Regions from separate parts of the Mus musculus genome. Here all the other regions are linked to region 3. Evidence: chromatin contacts called from public Hi-C data. All regions are on one chromosome and are shown on one strand. The core of a region is the stretch at or near the end of the contact, and the rest is flanking DNA. Distances in the headings are between cores, read along the strand shown. Region 1 has its middle 250 kb from the start of Pvt1. Region 2 overlaps Pvt1 (Pvt1 oncogene). Region 3 has its middle 100 kb from the start of Gm41333. Region 4 overlaps Pvt1 (Pvt1 oncogene).

Evidence for each region. A called contact is a pair of places that touch in the nucleus more often than the background predicts.
Region 1: a contact with region 3 is called in a Hi-C map of muscle stem cells, with 2.8 times the contacts expected there. The contact joins two enhancer-like sites. A contact is called at or near these places in 1 of 15 datasets of contacts at CTCF or cohesin (the NIH/3T3 cell line), 3 of 484 Hi-C or Micro-C datasets (the N1E-115 cell line, adipose-derived mesenchymal stem cells and muscle stem cells) and 1 of 115 datasets of contacts at active chromatin or transcription factors (fibro-adipogenic progenitors).
Region 2: a contact with region 3 is called in a Hi-C map of the N1E-115 cell line, with 2.9 times the contacts expected there. The contact joins two enhancer-like sites. A contact is called at or near these places in 1 of 15 datasets of contacts at CTCF or cohesin (the NIH/3T3 cell line) and 1 of 484 Hi-C or Micro-C datasets (the N1E-115 cell line).
Region 4: a contact with region 3 is called in a Hi-C map of the N1E-115 cell line, with 4 times the contacts expected there. The contact joins two enhancer-like sites.

Annotation. Positions count from the first base shown.
Region 1 is chr15:62,286,045-62,289,304 of GRCm38.p6, reverse strand. No RefSeq gene overlaps it. Among named protein-coding and RNA genes, the nearest start is that of Pvt1, 250 kb to the right of the region's middle. Within about 2 kb of position 1,809, at least 75 of the 459 cell types and tissues checked have an H3K27ac peak or open chromatin away from gene starts, as enhancers often do. A contact at or near this core is called in the N1E-115 cell line, the NIH/3T3 cell line and muscle stem cells, where this site is marked.
Region 2 is chr15:62,256,003-62,259,696 of GRCm38.p6, reverse strand. Pvt1 (Pvt1 oncogene) reads right to left here. Exons shown (of 5, transcript NR_132747.1): 5 at 1-1,276. Among named protein-coding and RNA genes, the nearest start is that of Pvt1, 220 kb to the right of the region's middle. Within about 2 kb of position 1,521, at least 102 of the 459 cell types and tissues checked have an H3K27ac peak or open chromatin away from gene starts, as enhancers often do. A contact at or near this core is called in the N1E-115 cell line, where this site is marked.
Region 3 is chr15:62,567,518-62,570,888 of GRCm38.p6, reverse strand. No RefSeq gene overlaps it. Among named protein-coding and RNA genes, the nearest start is that of Gm41333, 100 kb to the left of the region's middle. Within about 2 kb of position 1,363, at least 71 of the 459 cell types and tissues checked have an H3K27ac peak or open chromatin away from gene starts, as enhancers often do. A contact at or near this core is called in the N1E-115 cell line, the NIH/3T3 cell line and muscle stem cells, where this site is marked.
Region 4 is chr15:62,221,446-62,224,903 of GRCm38.p6, reverse strand. The region is part of intron 2 of Pvt1 (Pvt1 oncogene); the gene reads right to left. Among named protein-coding and RNA genes, the nearest start is that of Pvt1, 190 kb to the right of the region's middle. Within about 2 kb of position 2,038, at least 62 of the 459 cell types and tissues checked have an H3K27ac peak or open chromatin away from gene starts, as enhancers often do. A contact at or near this core is called in the N1E-115 cell line, where this site is marked.

The DNA.
Region 1 (3,260 bases), core at 560-3,059, 280 kb after region 3:
AACAGTTCAAACTGGCTTTGGTTAAAAGAGACTTTATTAGTTTACATAGATGAAAGACTGGGAATAAACATCACATACAAAAAGTTTAAGAAATTCAGACTGACTGTAAGAGCCCAAATGAAATGCTAAATCTCCCCATCTTGCAAATCTATGTGGTGCAATGTGTCTGACTTAGACAAATGCTCCAAGAGAGGTCAAAGTGTACATGCTACGAAGGAGCCCACAGATAAAACTGATGGCTGATGTCACATCTAAAACTATGAGAATCAGAAAATACTGGGACAGTACTTGAAAGTACCACTAAAAAAAAAAGAGGAGGGGGGAGAAGGAGGAAAAGGAGGAGAAGAAGAAGAAGGAGGAGAAAGAAGAAGAAAGAAGAAAAAGATCTATAATACAAAAATTATCAAGCGTGTGATGTAATTTGGTGATAGACTGCTTGACTAACATGTACTAGGTCTTAGATTCAACATATGAAGAATAGAGAAAGGGGCACAAAAACAAAAATAAATAAAATTAAAAATTAAAAAAAAAAGAAAGAAAGACAGAGGGAGACAGGAAGATAAAGGAAGGGAAAAGCCAAATCATGAACCAAGTCTCTTCTTTCAAAACTGAAAGTGGAATAAAAACAGGTTTCCTCGTTCAACATTAACTCAAAGAAGCAAACTATAATTCCTAGAAAATAATCACTAGAAAACCACCAAAGAAATATAAGCACGAGGCGGAGTAAGATATTAAATGCTGAAAAGTTCCTGACAAATGAGAACACAGAAAGTGAGTGCCTGAGATGAATGGCAGAGCATGGAGCCATATGGCTAACCCGAATCTAACCAAACCAACAATTACATTCTCTGAACCCACTAAAGATTCCAAGCAAAGGGCACCCAAGGAATGACTGTATCCTTCATATAAGACACGTACTTGATACTAAGATACAAACTGAGAAAAGATGAATGAATACAAAAGTTATCATGCTAGTAAGCAGAAGCAAGCATGAATGTCTCCATTACTATTTAGCAAAATACATATCAAGGGAGCTAGAGACACAGCTCAAGAGTTAAGTCTGTTTCCTGCTCCGGAAGAGGATCCATGATCAGTTCCCAGCACTCAGAGGGTGGCTGACAACCACCCATCGGCATGAGCAAGGAATTCACGTACATACTTGAAGGCCAAAATCTCAGACACTTTAAATGAAGTAAAAAAAAAAGATCTTAATTTTTTAAAAAAATAAACATCAACACTACCAGATACATTGACAGAACTTGATGATCAGAGAAAGGGAGAGAGGGAAAGGGAAAGAAAGGAGTGGAGAAAGGCTTATTTTAAAGCTGATTTCATGTCATTATAGTTGTCTAATATAGAAAACTATACTATGCAAAACCCCATGCTTCCTTCTCTAAATTAGCACATGCAAAGCATACATTTTACCAACATACATCTGTACTAATTTTATTAGTGTACTTTATGTCTCCCATCAGAGCAGAATTCTAAAAATAGGAGGATCTATTTTTATTGTATTTTTGTGTACTTCCAGTTCCCAATATCTAGCAGAGGACTAATATATTCTAAGTACTCAAAAAAGAAATACAGTTTGAAAGAGACATGCTTGAGTAGTACACCCATGAGCACAAGTGCTAGCAGAGAGCTGGTGACTGCATGCAGGTTCCTGAAGGCGAATCCCGCATTCTTTCCCTCTGCTCCCACATTGGAGGAAACACATCCGCCAATGGCTGTGAAACCCAGTCCCTAGCTCAGAGCCCATTCTCATGGCAGTCATAATAAAACAAGCATTTGGATGGATGAGACAGGAAATGACCAATAGCCACAGCTCAGAATGACACAGCTTTAGCTGGCAGGGGGAGGGAGGAAGGTCCTCTGGAGGGTTGAGTTTAAGGAGCCACAGGAATGTGAAGCAGGAACATTTTTAATGATTTTTCAAATGCGGTGATACAGTGTGCCTTCTAGTTATTCTCTGCTAAACTGAACAGTCACCCTACAAATTTCAACCACCATTTAGTCAGCATGATTTCTCCTTGCCTCCAAGACTCCTCTGGGGAAAGTGGTAAGTCAAACTCAACAGATGGGAGAATTAGAATGTCTCATCTCTAGAGGGAAACAGAGCCTTCAAGTGACTCATAAATACTCTAGATCCTCTGCCCAGAAAAAAAAAAAAAAAAAAAAAAAAAAAAAGCCTTTCCACAGGATGTTTTTCATGACCTTTTGATACAGCTGAGTGACTACTGTGAATAGGTCCTCGTAACAAGTGGGCTCAAGCAACGGGATGCATTTTGTAGATCCTAGCATACAGAAACGAAAACATCTCATCTAAGCATTCAAGACACAGTTGCACACAGACTCTGCCTCTGTATTATGTCTAATGTCATTTTCACTGTCTCCTAAGTAGCTTGCTTTACATATAAGCAGACAAAAGTATTTGCAGCCATCGCTGTTGAGTAAGGTATGTGGCTCAGCTGGTTAGTATCCAGCTCGGGGAGGAAATGCATGAGTAAAAAGTAATGAGATTAGGGTCTGTGCACGAGAGGAATGCTGGCTTCAATCTTGACCCTCTCCTTGCATGTGTGGTTGTGAATGCATTACGGAACAGTCCTGAACTTCTGTTTTTTATTAGTCTGGGAAGTGGAAATTAAACTACCTGCCTCGTGAGGCTTTTGTCGAAAACCAAATAAGATAATTTGGCAGAGCATTCACTGCTCTGGGCAGTAGCAGTATGATTGTTATGGTTTTAAAGCAACACTTAACACACATACATACAGGTATTCTGTAAGGCACAAAGGTAGAAAGGAGACTATGGAGATGCCCTGAAGGGGAGGGAAAGGAAGTAGGAGACGCACTAAGAGAGGATAATAAAATATATGTGATGTACAGAGAGACAGGTGAGACCAGTGGGGGGTGGTCAACAAATGGTGATATATGCAAACGTGTTACAAAGAAAATCATTTACCTTTTATGATAAGCTAATTTTTCCAATTTTCACACTTTCAAACCTTGGAGGATAACATATTTCGAGTCAAGGCAGTGATACTGGACTATGGATCTAAACTTTCAGCATGTCAAACATACTATTTCCATATGGAGCTTTGGGCTGAAAAGCCATTCTGCACAAGCCAATCTCACATTATGATGTAGAGATGGGTGTTTCCTTGCAGAGCAGATGTGGTGGTCATACAGCCAATCTCGAAGGTTTGCAACACAATTTACTTGTTTCGTGACTTGGCATTGCCAATTGCCCGTGACTGCCACCA
Region 2 (3,694 bases), core at 272-2,771, 310 kb after region 3:
GTGGAGACTATGTTTCCACTTCCATCCGAGGTAAGAGGCCCTCCCTCTATTGTAGGTTGTTCCTGAGCTGCTTAGGCCAGTGCTTTTGCCAGGAAGAAAGAAGTAGAGGACACTTCCAACCTGGGAGAAGCCCAGAAGACGCTCTTCTCTAAAGAGAACGTGTCCCTTGTATGAATGATGCAGACATCCAGAGGACAGGGAGGGCTGCAAGTCCACTTAGCTGGAGATTCGGAACTGACAGGCATAGCCTTGCCTGAAGGCCAGGCCTTTATCCATCTTAAGATGGCTTGGACCTGTGAAAGGAATTCTGATAGGAAGAATATAGAGATGGCTGCCTGGCTGCCTCCAGGAGTTTGACACACACTGTGCCACACACAGTAGGCAGCTATGCCCCTGTTTCTGTGTCCAACTCCAGGCTATGGCCAGGCAGGACATGTCATGGCTGGTCAGCATGGTTGTACCTACTCAGTTGAATCATTAAGCAAGAGCTAGAGCTATGGACACCATGCTTATATAATACAGACAGAATGAAGACAGGGAAACTGAGGCCCAGGAGCCACTAGGGATCTCTGCAAATAACAATGCTCCAGGCACCATAGTAAACTTTTTCTGAAGATCGCTAAGGATATTGAATCCTCACAATGGCACAGTGCACTCTTATACGTCACTGCCCTAGTGTTTTTTCCTATTGCTGTGATAAACACCACGACCAACAGTAACAGAGAGGAAAGAAGGGTTTGTTTGGCTTACATGTTTGCATCAGTCATTCGCTGAGGAAATTAAGGGCAGGAGCAGAGACAGGGACCATGGAGGAGACCTACTTACTGGCTTGCTCCCAGGCGCATGCTTAGCTTCCCTTCTGATATAAGCCAGGACCCCATGTCCAGGAGATGGCACCACCCACAGTGGGCTAAGCTGTCCTCCATCAATTAGCAACTATGAAAAGGCCTCAGAGACATGCCTACGGGCTAATCAAATGTAGGCAACTCCTCAACGGAGATTCCTTCTTCCCAGGTACCAGGGAATATCAAAGTGACCAAAAAGCAAATAGCAGAGCCATGTGTACTGTAACCTATATTGTCAATCAGTGTGTTGTAGGTGTGACCGTGGTTAGAAACCTTAAGCATGAGCCATTTCCGGGGTTGTTCTTGCTCTCCTTATGAAGAGGATAGTGAGGATGAACTCAGGCTGTTTAGCACTATCCATCTTTTTCCCCAACACGCTCATGTCCTTTAATATTTGACTCCTGTTGGAAAACCACACTGGAGAGCCGAGCCTGTAGGAAAAAGAAAGTGGAGAAGGTAAAAGAATTGTCTTGGAGCCACTGAAGACCTAAGCTTTTCCCCTTCTAGTCCCCCAGAAGGGGAAAGAAACTGTATTTGCCAGCAGACTTAGGGATGGTTCTGAATAAAGGTTTGCACGCTTTTCCAGAGTGCAAACAATGCTAGCTAGGGACAGCCCTGAGGCTCATGGGCACACAGGCTTAGCAGGCAAGGAGGCGGGGCTGGATGGAGCTGGACAGGACCCAGCACACAGCTTTGTATAATGAGCTCAGTCAGCCCTGTGGGGTCACTCCAGAACACCAGGGCAACCTCCGTACCAGAAAAACAAACTCATGATCCCTGGCCAGGCAGGCACCATCCAAAGAGTAAACAGGAGTGATCACACCCCAGGGACCCCCCCCCCCCAATACTCCTCCCTGTCCTGTTGGGCTAATAATAATCTCAGTAAGTAACATGCACAGTGGATTAATGTGTCAGGCACATGGGCCCAGGGGCTTGTATACACCTTTTTAACCATCAGAAAGCCCTTGGTGTGAGTGGACAGGAAAAACAACTTCCAGCATTCTGCGGCAGCATACAGGAAAGAGGAGCTACAACATATCACAAGAGAGCCGCCAGGTTGTGACTGTTTCCATACACAATGATGTTTTTGAGATGATTGACAACTCATTAGCCTGACCCCAATTGTACGTTTGCATGTATTGAGATGCCTTACCACACCGATAAATATACACAATTACCATAAAATATGGGAATGATTAAAAAAATATCCATTTTACAAGTGAGAAATTAGGATTCACGGGTCCCTTAAGCTATATAATAGTAGAATGTAAGTGAGACTCTAGGCTGCTCCAGTGACTGCCACATGAGGTTGGGTTGCTGGAGCTGGCACAGTGAATGCATATACACAGATAAGCATGTCACTAAGGAGCCTTGTCTCATTGGTAAAATGGGACCACAGGTTCTAGGCTGGCATTGTGGATGGAGATACAGCTGTTCATAACTGACAAGCATCCTGTAGTTGCCTGTAGTTCCTGTGTAACTTGTGTAGGATCTCAGGCTCACAGCCTCTGACATCTCCCACACTGTGGGATGAAACTAACTTTGGATCTGAAGTTTCCTGTGTGCTCCCACAAGGACCCAACCCAGCCCTGGGCAGTGCTTTCAATTTGATGAAACCTTTAAAGTTCAAGCCTAACAGTAGTTCCAAAGGTCTTACAGGAATGTGTGTTCAGTCCCTGGTCACCCCTCCTACTCCAGCATTTTTTGCCCTTCTGTTCTTTCACCTTATTTTGCATAATTGTGTATTAAAATATCCATACTCCCTTGTGCAAACATTGAAGGGCAGGGCAATCCTTTTATCCTTGAACTATAACAAAAATAAGTTAGGGACTGGATGCTATGTCTCCATATCCATGTGATACAATACTGACCTCTGTTCTGGGGGTGGGATGCGTTGTGTGAGTTTGTGTGTGTATGTGCATGTGTCTGGGTAGGCTCTGGTGGTGTGTTAATTGGTGTGTTACTATGACAGAGTACCTGCAGAGTAGCCTGAGGGAGGAGATGTTTATTGTTGGCTCATGATTTTAACGGATTTCGACCTTTAAAAGAGAAAGAGGTACAGTGGCTGGTGGTATTCATGGTGTGAGCAGCAGCTTTTGTCAGATCAGAAAGCAGAGAGGGAAGCAAGGGCCCGGTGACTCGGTTCAAAGCACATCTTTACTAACCAACCTCTTCTAGACAGCTAATACCTCCCTAAGGCTCCAGTGATCTGAATGATCTGTCTGGGAAGGCTGCACTCTTGGATGGGGACCAGCGTTTACACATAAGCCTATTGGTGGCTACATGTCAGATTTGAACCATGATAGAAGCTATATTCATTGCTTTTTGTTGTTGCTGCTGCTGCTGCGATAAGACATCATGACCAAAAGCAACTTACAAAAGGGACTGTCATTTTGGGTTACAGTTCCAGACAGGGATTCCACAATGGCAGGGAGCGGGAGTCAGAAAGATCACATCTTTATCCACACCCAAGAAGCCAAGAAAGGAAACTGTAAGTTATGAACTTTCAAAATCCCCCAGCTTTGTGACATACTTCCTTCTGTCAAGGCTGCATTTCCTAAAGGTTCCACAACATCCCAAAGCAGTGCCAACTGAGAAACACCTGAGCCTAGGGGGGGAGAGGGAGGGGGCAGGGGGTTTGCCCGGGAGCATTATTCAACTTCAAGTCAACATGGTTGATTAGAACGTGAAATTGAGGCCCTTGTGAATAGGATTCGTATTTTTACAAAAGACACTCCTTAGCCCTTCTGCTAAAGACTGAGAGCACAAAAATTACATGGTTGTCTGTATAAGAGAAAAGACATTGAGCATGCCTTATTCAAAGGTATAACTGAGAAATAAATTCCTGT
Region 3 (3,371 bases), core at 114-2,613:
GAAACAGAAGCTATCTCTGACTTTGTTGCCTGCCACTGTATCCCACTCCCCTAAATGGTCTGCCTGACTGGGCTTCAGTGAGAGAGAATATGCTTAGTTCCTCATGGGACTGGATGTCCCAGGGCAGGGAAGTACCCAAAGGTGGCTTCCCCTTCTCTAAGAAGAAGGGGGGGGGGGGGGTAAAGAGGAGAGAAATTTCTAAGAGCAGGACTGGGAGGAAACAGGGGACAGGCTAGGATTGGGATGTACAGTGAACAGATAAATTAATGGGAAAAAAACAGAACTGAAGCACTTCATTGTGGATCCAAAGGAAAGAAGGGTCAGTTGTAGTTAGAGGAGTGGGCCTGATGGGTGTTCCAAGAAGGTTCCTTATATAAGATGAGCATACAGAAGTTTGCCAGAGAAAATATAGCAGAGAGGACATTTCAGGCAGGGATAAACCTTGTGTGACAGGACTGAAAGATTCCAAGCAGCACAGAGTCCTGATGCTAATTACACTCAAAGAGGATGCATCGCAAAGAAAAGACAGGACTAGGGAAGCTCAGGACAGAAAATAATGAGTTGATTTGAACTCTTATTCGTTTATCAACATTGAGCTGTGTGGTTGGGACAGGAGCAAAACTGATTTGGGGGACAGGAAAAGCAATTGAAAAGTGTGTGTGGGGGAGCAGTTTAATAATTCAGTAAATATAGATTAGCTCATTTGCTGCAGATCCTCCACCAAGCTAAAGTGCAAAATAAGCCTGGTCCCACATGCTTAGATCCCCTTCCTCAAGGAGGGATGACTGAGAGTAAACAAGCATAGTAATAAACATAATTTAAATGAAGGGGTTTAGGGAGGAGGTGTTGCTGGCCTTTAAAACCATTCGGTGCAAGAGCTAAGCGTATCTGCAGTAAGTCAGAAGTGAGATACATTGTTTTCTCATAGATAATTGAGTGTCCAAAGAATCTAGTGATTCAGACAGTATCGGTCACAATTTACTGGGGCAGGCAGGAAGGAGAAGGGTAGAGAGCCAACACTTTTGCTTCATGTGAAATCACCCAGTGAAGAAGAGCGTCAGGATGAAAGGCAGAACGAACGGGAGATTCCCAAAAGATGTCTTTGCTCACTCGTCATGCCAGCTACTTGCCCTTTACCTGGAAGACTCGGGTTTCATCAAAGAGTGTTTTAGCCTTTCATCCCCTTCTCTCCCAGGCTAAACTGGTTTGTTGAACTTTATTGGCCTGAGCTGTGCAGCGGGGTGACATTACAGCAGGGATGGAAACTTGCTCTTCCTTGCATCAGAAAAGCACAGCACATCTTGGCAATGAGCTGTCTGTGTGGACGGTGACTCAGCTCCAGCATCTCTCAGTGATGCTTTAAAACAGGGGCAGGGTAGCTTTAACAAGGTCTCAAGCCAGTCACCCTTCAGCAAGCTACTGAGCACAAGGAAGCAGTTGAGCTGACAATGCTGGCTCTCTCCGAAGTGAAAGAGCACAGCCCATCCATGGAGTGAAAAAGCAGGACCTGCAGGTCCGGGCAACACTTGATATGCTGGTCAAGAGCAGTGTGAGCAGCATTTGTGCCTCTCACCTGGACAGTGGCCCTGAGAGCAGGCATGTGACTGGCTGACTCACTCTACCCCAGCACAAACCAACCAGGAGGCAATGCTTGTGAGCTGAGAAGACAGAGGGTTTGTGAACTGCAATGAGTTTTACCATTGCCTCCTGTGGAAACAAATGGGCTTGAGAGCCAACTGATTAACTCAATAGTTCAGTCCAGTTCCTCAGCAGCCACATAGACAGAACCTATCTGCATCTATGTTCAGAAAATCAAGGCAGGGGTAAGAAGATAGTCTTGCTTGTCAGAGGTCCTTTTCTATGAACCTAGTATGTGGCTGATGTCATCTGGTATATTGCTCGTGACTTACACGTGATTGTGACATCTCACCCATAAGGTGTTTGTATGAATCATGAAATAATAGGTGGAGAGCTCAGCACTACAGACCTGTTATTGTTATAATTGTTATTACTGTAAGTTTTATCTCCTATTACATAGGTCAAAGCCTGTAGGTAGGGAACGTTTGGCAGGGCTGTAACCTAGCTCTGTCCAGTCCCCCAGTTCTTGGCCTCAATCAAGTGAAAACACTGCTTTCTTGTCTCTCCCCTTTTCTCCAGAGGTTGGATGAAATCTCTGGAGAAATGAATACAAAAGGAAAAAAAAAACAATAATTTAGTCCAGTGATTCTTAAAATGTTAATGAATTAAAATAATGCATCCATAAGAAAATATTTTATAAATACTCAAGAAATATTTATATAGCCTTCATCTTACTTTTATGGGAACTTATTTTAAAAACAGACGTACCTTTTTTTTCCTGCTCAATTTGGAATATCCCAAATACATGCAGAACTCACTGCCATGCCAGTGCAGGTAACAAGCATCAATAACACACTAAGTTCTGTTGATGTATGCTAGGTTTCAGATACAACCGCCAGCCTCTTGCATGCACTGTCTCTTTAGCACTTAGAATAATTCCTTGTGACAGGAATTATTAATCCAGTTGTACAGAGATACAGGAGCTCAGCCACATCTGGTAATTTGGCCAAAATTACATAACTGAAAAGAAGAATAGAGCTAAGAAGCAAGCTCAGGGCTGAGTGAGACACATACCTCCTCGACCACTCGAGCTGGTTCCTGGATGGTTGCTCTTGAACTCTCTGCATTCAAATATGAAGCAAGCTAGTCTGACTAGATGCGTTTAGTAGGAACAGGAGTCCCACCCGCCAGCGTTAGCAAGTAGATGTTTCCAGCTGCAATCAGAGAAACTCCATTTGATCCTTGAAATGATATTTTGTATAGGTTCCTATTCTACCATTTCTATCCCTTGGTAAAGGAAGAGCGTGTCTCTCAGCAGAGGCTTCTCCATCTCTTCCTCCTGAGGCCACTTGGGCAGTTGTCGCTGACAGCAGGCTAACTCCCTCTGTTCTTCAGTCACATGCCACTTTCCTAAAAGCTGAAAACCTTCTCCTTTACCAGAGCATGTTTAGATATCCTTGTCAAAGAGTAAAATAACAATGCCCTGCCATTTTGCCTTTTCCTTCCAAGGTGTTTGAAGGGATCCAAATCAAACACAGATTGGTTTGAGGTCATGGAAGGAGCAAGCCCAAGGGCAATCTACTGTTAACTCACTGCTCACGTCTTACTCCAAAGCACAACAGAAACAGCTTCCATCCGGAGTAGTACTGGCCTGCAGATAGCTGCAGGGGGAGAGACCTGTCTTCTTTTGCTGTGTCACTGTACTTCTGGGTAAACAAGGATCTCCTCTCTTTCCATCCCGAAAGGCCTATCAGACCTTCCCACGTCATTTTCTGGTCCCTTCTCCTTTATCT
Region 4 (3,458 bases), core at 789-3,288, 350 kb after region 3:
GCAAACCTCACAGCCACATAGCCAGCCAGAGGTGAAGGTGGACTTGGCAGAGGCACAGGTGTCAGAAGCACAAATGCAAAATGACAGGATTAAATCACACAAGTCAGAGAAAAATGCAGAGTGGATAACATAGGAAATGAAACCTGGTTTTGAGGAGTGACGCCTGACATGGGGGTGGAGAACGGGAGGGTCAAAGGTGACCACGCTGGCTTCATGGAAGGGGAGATGTTGATGGGACCCATAAATGCTATATCAAGAGGTGTGATTATAATCCTGAAGCTAACTGAGAGATGCTGGCTATATTTACGTTGAAGAAGGGCATAGTCAGCCCTAGGCTTTCAGTATCTGTGCTTGGTCATTGAGAAGGGATATGAGAGTTGTCAAAATTGAGTATGACAAGAAAACCCAAAGCCCCAAGATAAGGTTGATCGGAGAGAGAAGAGACAGATGGAAACAGAGATGTGGGGCTACCAGGAAAGAAGCAGAGGGAGAGGAACTGCTGATGGGAAGGGGTCCCGGAAGAAAGAAAACCACTTCTCTTTCCTTTTGATGAAGCAAGATTATTACTTGAGAGCAGAGCTGGACAGGACAGGACAAGACTTCCCAAAAATCAGGAAGGAAAGAAGCCTGATCGTGGGCCTTTTATACAAGTCACATTCCCAAAGCATGGAGTCAACCAGGTCCATGATGGTACCCCATCTGCAGTGAGCTTTTCCTCAGAACAGGTCTCGGGGTCTGCATAAACTCTTTTCCTTCAGAAAGCCATGGCCTTGAAATTGAGACCCTCAAAACTAGTCATGGGAGAGATAGAAAGATCTGACATCACTTCATCCTGCTATAGACAAAGAAACTGAGGCTTTAAGGGGACCACTTGGCAAGTAACACAGGGATGGCACGTTCTGTGTAGACCTTCTGTGTAGATACTGTCTGAATTAGGAAAGTACCAGCAGTGTGTCAGAGGGAGAACAAACTCCAGGTCTGTCCTCCCGATAGAAGCTGAGCATTTCACAGTTCAGTCACCCTGTGGATGCATCCATACAACTCAACTTCCAGGACAGAGCACAAGGCACAGAGCCTCTAGGAAGCTGACTTGGGAGGAGCATAGAAGCGTTCCAACAGCTTGGTTTTAGTAGGAACAGAGATACCCTACCCTACAGAGCCATTGCATAGAAAGCCAGGCTTTGTCCATGCAGCAGGGGATTGCCTGTGCTCCTAGAAAGGGGAGCCTGACACAGGCTGGGGCTCCGCCTCCACCCAATGTTGGCCTGCACCATTATGAGGTTCCCCTCTTCCTTTCTCACTCCCCTCTGCCTAGTCGCTATCAGAGCATCCACATGCAAAAATCTCTAAAGGACCCACTTCTGACAAGGCAAGCCTAGCAGGCCTGGTTGTCATAAGAGATGAAGGCCAGCTGATGCCTGCAACAGCATCAGCTGTCCACTCCTAGGCATCAAGCCCTTCCCACCACCCACCGTGCCAGCCCAGGACATAGAGGTCTGGCAGCCATTGAAAAGAAAAGCTCCTATCTCTGACTCCTCAGCCTCTGATAAGAAATGTCATCCCTTGCTGGGTAATATTACTCTGCTAGATAAGGATCTCTATCTCCTCCAACATATGGCTCACTACAGAACACAGGGTCTGCTGGAGCAGGATAATTTATGCGCTTAAGCTGCAAACCCTGGGCAGTTTGAGAAGTGCATCGAACAGAACAAGAGTCAAATTATAACCTCTTCTGACCTGGCCTTGGGATTCCTCCCTGAGAAATGACAGCAACCTCCTCTACTCTACACACAATAAGCACTTTCACCCTCCTGCTGTCTCTAAAGGGCATTTGCACCAGCGTTATCAAGGCTCATCCTCACCAGGACCTCCAAAGCCGCACTTAAGTCTTCTTTTGCAGATCAGGAAATTGAGATTCAACAAGGGTGAGTAACACAGCCAAGGTCACCCAGGCAGCCGTACCCAGAGCACAGACTCAAACCCCAACAGATCTGACTCACCAGCACACTGTCAGATGGGGAGGCTGATCCAAGCCTCTGGGTTGTCTCTGCTCCAACAACTAAATCAATTAAGTCAGATCTGCCCAGGCTTAACTGGCAATGTCAGCTCCACACTGTAATCTCAAAGGTCCATTTCGATCATTCACCGCTCCTGATTTCTCTGAAGCCTGGGAAGGATGAGGAAGCCTTGTTGAGTCAAGATACTCAAGGAGAGGAAGGGGGCAGGGATGGGACCAGAAGAGGGAGAGAGGAGAGTGGGACTTAGATACTGGCTTCATGCACTCAAGGAGTAGAAGGTAGAAAGAAATTGCGGGAAAATTCTCTCTTCTCTATTGATTCATTCATTCGTTCATTCATTTGTTCATTCATTCGTATCCCTGGACAATCCATTACATGTCCATTCTGGCTTGGCCCTGGTAATCTCACTGTATCTGTAAGCAGTGCTAGACTAGACTTCATGAAAGACTGACAGGTCAGCGAAGAGACAGAGATAACAGAACATGACAGGGGTACCGTGTCTGCAGTAGATTGAATGGCTGATGTGGGGGACCGTGGCTGTGTGTTAAGGAGGAGATGGAAGTGAACCTCACACTCTGCTATTTTATACCCTCCTTTAAAAAAGCCAAGTCATCATGGCTAAGATTGGTGCTATTCTTTAGAGTGATTATTTCAACCATGTTCTGCATTGCCTCCAAGATCCATTAGTAACTACAATTGAACAATTTTAATTGACAAATAAAAATTACACATATTTATGGTATATATAATTGGTATATGGTATATATAATATGGCATATTTTATATATATATGCACATTGTAGAAGTCTAAATTCAACTAATTAATATGTGCATAAGTCATATACTTTTCTTTCCAGCTGACTCTTTTAAATAGCTATATAGCATTTCATTTTATAAAGATGTCCCAATTCAATAACCACAGCTAATAAAACTGAAGAGAGAAGTTACCCAGCCCTTCGCTAGGCAATCTCTAGGAGCTACTTCAGCTCCTTAGGGTGGCCGTACCTAAGACATCTTTCAGATATCCTTCAGATACATGAAGGATACAAGATGCGGTTAATTAATAACAGACTCAAAACCATCCTGAGTTATCACATTTGTAGAATCTCTCTTTGGTCCACTTGAAAGTGAGGAAAGTAAGAAAGGAGAAATAAATTTAGTGTTGTGGGTGGGCCACTTATGGAAAAAAGGACTAAGATGGGTCAGGGTGGATGGCTGGTTCTAATTTCAGTCTCTTTTACTACTGTCATGTGACCTTGATGTCATTGGGGACCTCAGCTTATCCCACGGCAGAGTGGAATAGGAATGGACCTGTCAGACAACGTCCATATTTGAGATTAAGCTGTATGTTTGATAGTCACACTGAGGAGTTATGGAAGCTATTATCTAGGCCTCCTGCAACTGCAGAGAGTGAAGGAGACTCAGGTGCACTCTTCCATG